2 separate regions of the Callithrix jacchus genome follow, and region 1 is linked to region 2. The links are chromatin contacts, called in public Hi-C maps. All regions are on one chromosome and are shown on one strand. Each heading gives the region's core, a stretch centred on a gene start, on an enhancer-like site or on the middle of the called end of the contact. The rest is flanking DNA. Distances are from core to core; before and after follow the strand shown. Region 1 overlaps BMPR1A (bone morphogenetic protein receptor type 1A). Region 2 overlaps LDB3 (LIM domain binding 3).

Region 1 (4,206 bases), core at 273-2,772, 180 kb before region 2:
TTGAGCAAGTAATTTATCGTTGGGCTTTAGTGAGCTAAAAAATATAGGTTAACCGGGAGCGGTGGCTGACGCCTGTAATCCCAATACTTTGGGAGGCCAAGGTGGGTGAATCACCTGAGGTCAGGAGTTCAAGACCAGCCTGGCCAAGATGGTGAAACTTCGTCTCTAATAAAAATATAAAAATTAGCTGGGCGTGATGGTGGGCACCTGTAATCCCAGTTACTCTGGAGGCTGAGGCAGGATCACTGCTTGAACCACGGAGATGTAGGTTACAGTGAGGTGAGATCACGCCACTGCACTCCAGACTACACTCTAGACATGACACTGCTCAGACTGGGAGACAGAGCAAGACTATGTCTCCAAAAAAAAAAAAACAGGTTAAAAAAATATGAGCTGGCCACAGTGGCTCACACCTGTAACCCTAGCACTTTAGGCAGCAGAATGGCTTGAGCAGAGGAGTTTGAGACCAGGATGAGCAACAGAGTGAAACCCCATCTCTAAGAACATTTAAAAATTAGCCAGGTATAATCACAGCTATACCACAGAAATATAAAAGTAAAATAAAAAATTAGCCAGGTATGGAAGCACCCCCATGGTCCCAGTTACTAAGAAGGCTGAGGTGGGAGGATCGCTTGAGCTCAAGAGTTTGAGGCTGCAGTAAGTTGTAATTGTGCCACTGCACTCCAGCCTGGATGATAGAGCAATATCCTGTCTTTAAAAAAAATCTGCTTTATAGCGTTGTTAGGGGAAACAAGGTAGAATATACTGAATCCTCAAGATACTATACACATATAGGAAATATTTAACAAATTAATTGCCCTTCCTCTGAGCTTGACATGAATCCCAGATGAGATTCTAGACTAGGCCAAACGTCTTATGAGGTCCTGAAGACCCAAAGTGGCTTCACTAAGAATAAGCAACACCTGACTCATCTCAGGTTTGTCTTACTCAGGTTAATTATGTATCTGGGTCGGCAAAACTCAGGTTTGTCTAGATTACAAATTTGGGTGACACGGCCTTTCCTTTTCCTGTATTCTCCATTCCTACCCTCTGCCCAAGTCAACTTGTATTTCTAGATTTACGTGGGGAATACGAATTCTTGTGGGAATGGCAGCAAGGTTTCTTTTTTTTTTGAGATGGATCTTGCTCTGTCGCCAGGCTGGATGGAGTGTAGTGGCACAATCTCAGCTCACTGCAACCTCCAACTCTCTGGTTCAAGCGATTCTCTTGCCTTAGCCTCCCGAGTAGCTGGGATTACAGGTGTGCGCCACCATGCCCAACGAATTTTTGTACTGTTAGTAGAGATGGGGTTTTACCACGTTGGCCAGTATGGTCTCCATCTCCTGATCTCATGCTCTGCCCCCCTCGGCCTCCCAAAGTGCTGGGATTACAGACATAAGCCACTGTGCCTGGCTGGTAGCGAGGTTTCTGAAAACTAATTTGTCATATAGGAGGAAACAGAGTAAGCAAAATTTACCAGTGCAGCCTGGGGAGTGGAAGGAACACAAGGCCTGGGGATAGGCACTCACATCTGTTCTGCACCATGCCAGAAACGTGAGGCCTGGTGACAGGCACTCACAACTGTTCTGTGCCACACCAAGAATGCGAGGCCTAGGGACAAGGCACTCACATCTGTTCTGCACCGCACTTGGCAGTATGTGAAGGCACCGGGGAAAGGTTTAGGATGAACATGAGAGCGCTGTGCTTGGGTGAGATGCTCTACTTGGGTGACGTTTACCAAGAAATAAAAAAAATTAGGTAAGTGCTGGTCAAAATTTTTGCTGATATAACCCAATTCTTAAAAGCAACGTATCCCTCACATATTTTTCAGGTGACACCTAAAAATTTTCACCATAAATTTAATAATTTCTGGCTTACTGCACATAATGACACTTTGAAATAGAAGTATTACATCATTTTCAAATAGAAGTGTTATATCAGTTTTTAATGCACTCAGTAGAATCTAAGTAGCATTGTAATTTGATACCCATTATAATTAAAAAAAAAATGAACAAATGCTTCTTTTAATAGTGAGACATTTTATACTAGAACTCATTTCTTCTTGAACTCTTATTTCTTTCAGTATCTCCCACAATAATTACGTCCTAAAGTAATATATAACTGTCCACATCAAAGATGAGTATATAAATTCTTTTATTTCCTGTAACTGTATGTCTTTAAGTCCTAGAAAATTATTCTCATTTATCATAATCATTAGCATAAAATTGATCAAAACAATATATATGTTACAATCTTTATTAAATATAAACTTAAGAAAATGTTACCGGAAAAGGCATTTTTTTTTTCTTTTTCTGAGACAAGATCTGGCTATCACTCTGCACACTGGGGTGCAGTCATATGATATCAGCTTACTACTCCCAGGCTCAAGCCATCCTCCCATCTCAGCTTTTTTTTTTTTTGGAGACAGAGTCTCCAGAGTGCAGTGACGCTATCTCAGCTCACTGCAACCTCCACCTTCTGGGTTCAAACGATTCTCCTGCCTCAGCCTTTCAAGTAACTGGGATTACAGGTGTGTGCCACCACATCCAGCTAATTTTTGTAGTTTTATTCGAGACGGGGTTTCACCATGTTGGCCAGGCTGGTCTCAAACTCTTGACCTCAGGTGATCCGCCCACCTCAGCCTCTTAAAGTGCTAGAATGACAGGTGTGAGCCACTGTACCCAGCTAAGTTTTGTATTTTTATAGATTGGGATTTCACCATGTTGCTCAGGCTGGTCTCAAACTTGTGAGCTCAAGTGATCTGCCCGCCTTAGCCTCCCAAATTGCTGGAATTACAGGCGTGAGCTAGCCCATAATTGCTTAAAGTCCTTCCAAAGCATATGCTAAAAATGCCATAAAGATTCTATCATCAAAAATTATTTTCAATGATCTAGCAACTTGGTTCAAAGCAAACAACTGAAAACCATCTGTCAGGTAAACACTTATTTGATAACCCCACATAGCCTATACTGATGTCTTTATTTCAAATTACAACACAGTTTGGAAATTTGAAGTTTTACACCTCAGGCCTTCAATTTGTTAACAAGGAGGGGGTGACTATGAAAAGAGAGGAAGGGAAAGAGAACTGCTGTAAAATGCTTGAGAAGTTTCTGTTCTCAGGCAGAGAAATATTTAGCAACAGGACCTACGGAAGTTCAGGATCCAAAAACCGATTACCTTAAAACTATCTACGTGCTTGTTACCCTCATATAACACAGTCTGAGTGTACCCCGGGATATGGGTAACAGTATGAAGACTGCTGTTAAAGAATCAATATAGTCGAAGCTAACATCTATTAAACCCTTACTATGTGCCAATTGTGCTAAACTATTCACATGTATATCATTTGATCCTTATAATAATTCCTTCATGGATGAGAAAACAAAAGAGCGGAGTGCCTTGCCCAAAGGTTCATAGCAGTATATAGATTTGAACAGCTTGTCAAGTTTAACTACTAACTTATAATAGTGAATGCAGTTTAGGACAGGCCTACTCTTGGGGCCTGTAGGACACTGGTTATTACTGCTGGGCTCAGTGCCCTAACCATAGCTCTTTATTCAATTTTTTAAGTGATTAAAAAAATGTATAGTATGTGTGGTTGATAAATATGCAAATAGCCTAAAACTGGAACAACTAAATTAGCATCCTTCAAATCCCCAAAAATTAGAAAAAAGGATACTTATAAATTCACATAGGCAAGTATATAACAACTAAATAGGAAAGCGCATTCCATTCCCATCTACTTATTTGTGTGAAGAAACCAACAGCACCAATGAAGAGTGGAGGGGATGTGGCTCAGCAGCAGCATGAGTGACAGGGTGATTTCAGCCGACAGAAAGCTCAATGGTTCGAGAATATGGTGTGACTGCCAAACATCTAACACGAGACTTGGCTGTGTTTAGAAAAGGGAACAGGGTTATTTATTCTCTATTTTTTTCCTTGATCAGACCACACTCAATTCTGCCTATTACACTGAGGAAGTGGAGAGTGAATAACTCTAAAGCTGATCATATAAGGAGCAGCTGAGGTCACTGTGAACTACTATTTTCACTGGGCAAGACCAGCAGGATGAAGCACTTTTTTTACTCAGTAAAGGGCTGTCATCTTAAAGAGAGATTAGGTTTGTTCTCTACGGTCCAAAGAGTCAGACAGGAAGATAGATTTGCAGTCATTTGCAAAGAGGGTGATTCCAAATATTAGCCGTGA
Region 2 (3,822 bases), core at 595-3,094:
ACAACAGCACCCTTGGTCCATGGCTTCTAAGTGTGAAATCACTTGTTTTCATTTCAGTCTGGCAGATGTTCACCAATGCCCTGAGTAGCCCAGGCCTGTCTGTGGAAAGACCCAGAAGCAACCCTAAAGGAAAACTGGGTCAGAGCCAACACTGTCTTACAACATGCCCCGTAAACCTACTGACAAGACTGGTGATTCCCAGAACTCGGCCTTAGCCCAAGGGGGAGCTCCTGGCACCAGGCAGCCTGCTGGAGCTTCACCCATGAACCTCATGCCATCCTCCCAGCTCCCCAGGGGAGTGGGTGTCACACAGGTATGGAAGCTATGGCTCAGAAAGCCAGACCAGAGGGCAAGCTAGAAGGAACCAAGGCTTTCTCCCTACACCTGCCTCCTACCCCTATCTCTCTCCACCAGGGCTCAGACTATGGGCAAGCACCCCGCACACACGCCCTCCCAGTGCCCCAGTGCAGGGGCACAGCAGGACCATACCGGATGACGTTGTTGCAGTGGCCACAGAGTGGAGTCCGGCTGCTGGCTGGGAAGCGCTCAGCCCTCTGGACGGTCCCCCTGGCAAGTGGTGGCACCTGGGGACCCGCTGGGGTGTAGGCTGTGCCCCCACGGGGCAGGCTCTGCTTGCTGATGGAGGTGGTGCTCTTGCCAGGGGCAAACTTCTGGGAGAAGCTGTCATCTGCCACCCAGGGAGGACGGCTGGCAGGCTCTGCAGGGCCCCCGCTGTAGGCCGCAGAGGATGCAGGGTTATAGTTGGGGGCAGGTGAAGGGTTATATGTTGGTGCTGGGGATGGAGTGTAGGTGGGGGCAGGTGAGGGGGTATAGGCAGGGGTAGGTGAGGGAGTGTAGGCAGGGGCAGGCGAGGGGGTATAGGGAGTTGGACTGTAATTGGCCCCTGGGGATGGGCTGTAGGTAGATGCAGGCACTGCAAGCCAAAAAAACCCAAAGAAAGATGTGTCAGGAATTAATTTTTCCCAGTTCCCCTCACTCCCAGCCAGAGAAATGCACAAGGTGACTTCAACATTAGAGTAGTACGATTTCAGTTTTTTCAGGAGATTTGTTCCTGAACTTCTTGATGGCCCAGATCTGATTCTCAGCAGGGTGTCCAGGGAGCTAGAGAGCAAGCACAGCCCAGCGAGCGTGGAAAGGGCTGGAAAAGGGACAGGCTATAAATATCTGCAGCTGTGCAGGGTGGGGCTCCACCAGGCCTTGGCTGCCCAAGGCCTGCGTAAGACAGGGAGTGGGGTTGGGGGTACCTGGGCAGGGATAGGTGGGAGTGTGTCAGCTCACTCTTGACTGTGAGAAACTTTCTGTTGCACTCTGACCAGTGATTTGACATCTGAAATACCTCCCTTGGCAGGAGTTTGCTGAACTTGGACCTAGTTCAGCCCTCAGGACAAAGCAGATGACCCAGCAGCTGGGTTTTCAGGTTCAGGTTTCAGGTTTGGCTACAATTACTTTCTTGAAAAACAGCTTGGCTTGATTTGTATTGGGGAGAAATTCCGTCTTGGTTTGATTAGGGTGGGGGATCTTGAATAAGGCATTTTGAGGGTGCTGGGCAGACACTCTAGGGTGACACAGCCCAGGTGCAGCTGTTTGCTTGGCCCGTGGCTGCCCTGGGGACCTCTGGACCTCCATATCGCTTTGCTAGAAGCTGAGAGTGACTGTAGAGATTGCGCAGGCAGTCAGAGTGCAGGGAAGAGAAGGCGCTACCTCATTTCTGCCACCCCCTCCTCCAGCTCCCTGAGAGCAGAAAACCTTTTTGGGGTCACAGCACAGAAAAAGCATTGCAACTGCTTACCCAAAGCCCTCTCAGGCCTGGGCCCTCAACACTTAGCCAGGACAGACCCAGCTGTGCCCTGTACACAAGGTCCAGCTGGCCTCCTCTTCCAGTGAGGGAGGTTCCAGAAGCCTCACCTCATTTCAGTCTGCTCTTCCAGAAAGAGGCCTCATTCCCCCCACCCTAGGAAGCATGTCAGTGCAGCCTCCCTCCCCATTCCTAAGCTCAGCCTGGGCAGGATGGACTGTGCTAAGGCAGTTCCCACACCCCCACGCCCCACTCTTGCCCCCGACCCCGCACTCCAGCCTCAACCTAAAGAGGAAGGTTATCCTTAGGGCTTAAGACCCTGGCCCCACCTCCAGTCTCTCTTTTCCATCTGGATCCCCTGGGCCACCCGGGGCAGCCTGTGGTTCCTACTCTGCACCTTCCACTCCCAGGTGACCCACCCTTCAGAGCTGGGTGACCTGGAAACCCCTGTGCTGGGGGTGAGTAGGGACCAGGTAGATAGGATCCATCCATGTTATTGAAGGAAGAAAAGAGATAAAGCCCTTCACAGCCCAGCCCTGAAGCCGTCCTGTGAGTGAGGCCTTCAAAAGGTAATACCTTCTCCAAAAGGAATCTTCCTCATGTTTAGGGGGTAATGAGGCACATAGCACGCCATCTGAATCGGTCTTCCCATTATTCCCCCTTTCCATTTGAGGTCACTGAGGCTCAGACAGAGCTAGTCAGTGGGAATACGTCTTTAAAACCATTTAGTCTACCATCCCAAGCTGCCTCTGTAAGGAACATGAGTCCAGTTTCCAGAAAGTCTCGGTGCAACCTGTCAGGGAGGATCATTTTCAACTCGGAGGAAACCCCATGCTGTGGGGTCTTGAGAGCACAGCCAAGAGCCCCGGCTGCAGGACCCAGCTCTACCACCTCCTGGTTCTGTGTCCTTGGGCAAATTCCTTAACCTCTCTGGGCCTCAATTTCTTTGTCTAAAAATGACAATGATAATTCTTAGTATCTCACAAGGTTATTATGAGGATTAAGGGAAGGTAAGAAATATAAAGAACTTAGCCTAGTACCCGGCATAGGCATAGTGTGTCACTATATGTGAGTGAGGATGGCAAGGACGGAGGCAATCTGGTCCCAGGGTCAGATGTATTGTCAGCCTGTCTCCTGGTCTGCTGCTCACCTGGGGAAGCCTAGCCCAGTTAGACTGGGGTGTGTGTGGTGGGGGACATCGGGTGTGGGGAGAGCAGGGAAGGGAAATGGGAAGTCTTAAAGTCAGATAACCTGAGACTGAGGTTTATTCACTGGTGGCGGAATGCCTGACGCCCTGCCTGCCCCACTGGGCATGGTGGGGATCTGCTACAGTGACATAGTGCATGCATTTGGTAAATGTGTACAGCCCAGATTTGAGGTATTGTCACCCTCCCTAACAACTTTGCATAGCAGAGAATCTCAAAATGCTGGGGGAAGAGGGGATTCCAGGAATACCACGAGGGACAGAGAGTGGGAGAGGTGATCTAGTACAACTTCAGAGCAGCTTCATCCCTCTATTATGGACAAGGGGGTTCTGTGCAACATTTTCTTTCCTTTTTTTTTTTTTTGAGACAGAGTCTCATTGCACTCTTGCTGTCCAGGCTGGAGTGCAATGGCGTGATCTTGGCTCACTGCCACCTCCACCTCCCGGGTTCAAGTGATTCTCCTGCCTCAGCCTCCCAAGTAGCTGGGATTACAGGCACCCACCACCACACCAGGCTAATTTTTTGTATTTTTAGTAGAGATGGGATTTCACCATGTTGGTCAGGCTAGTTTCAAACTCCTGACCTCAGATGATCCACCTGCCACGGCCTCCCAAAGTGCTGGGATTACAGGAGTGAGTCACATCGCCTGGACCTTTCCTTTCTTTGTAAAGTGCAATTCTCTGCTAAAAAAGATTAAGATTAGCTGGGTGCCATTCCTCACACCTATAATCTCAGCACTTTGGGAGGCCGAGGAGGGGGTGGATCACCTAAGGTCAAGAGTTCGAGACCAGCTGGCCAAGA

Evidence for each region. Hi-C and Micro-C count contacts between places; a contact is called where the count stands out from the background.
Region 1: a contact with region 2 is called in a Hi-C map of skeletal muscle, with 6 times the contacts expected there. The contact joins two enhancer-like sites. A contact is called at or near these places in 2 of 3 Hi-C or Micro-C datasets (both in skeletal muscle).

Annotation. Positions count from the first base shown.
Region 1 is chr12:42,390,082-42,394,287 of calJac240_pri, reverse strand. All of the region lies in intron 5 of BMPR1A (bone morphogenetic protein receptor type 1A), which reads right to left. Among named protein-coding and RNA genes, the nearest start is that of MMRN2, 63 kb to the left of the region's middle. Within about 2 kb of position 1,522, at least 1 of the 16 cell types and tissues checked has an H3K27ac peak or open chromatin away from gene starts, as enhancers often do. A contact at or near this core is called in skeletal muscle, where this site is marked.
Region 2 is chr12:42,208,458-42,212,279 of calJac240_pri, reverse strand. LDB3 (LIM domain binding 3) reads right to left here. Exons shown (of 15, transcript XM_078345367.1): 11 at 490-934. Among named protein-coding and RNA genes, the nearest start is that of LDB3, 47 kb to the right of the region's middle. Within about 2 kb of position 1,844, at least 4 of the 16 cell types and tissues checked have an H3K27ac peak or open chromatin away from gene starts, as enhancers often do. A contact at or near this core is called in skeletal muscle, where this site is marked.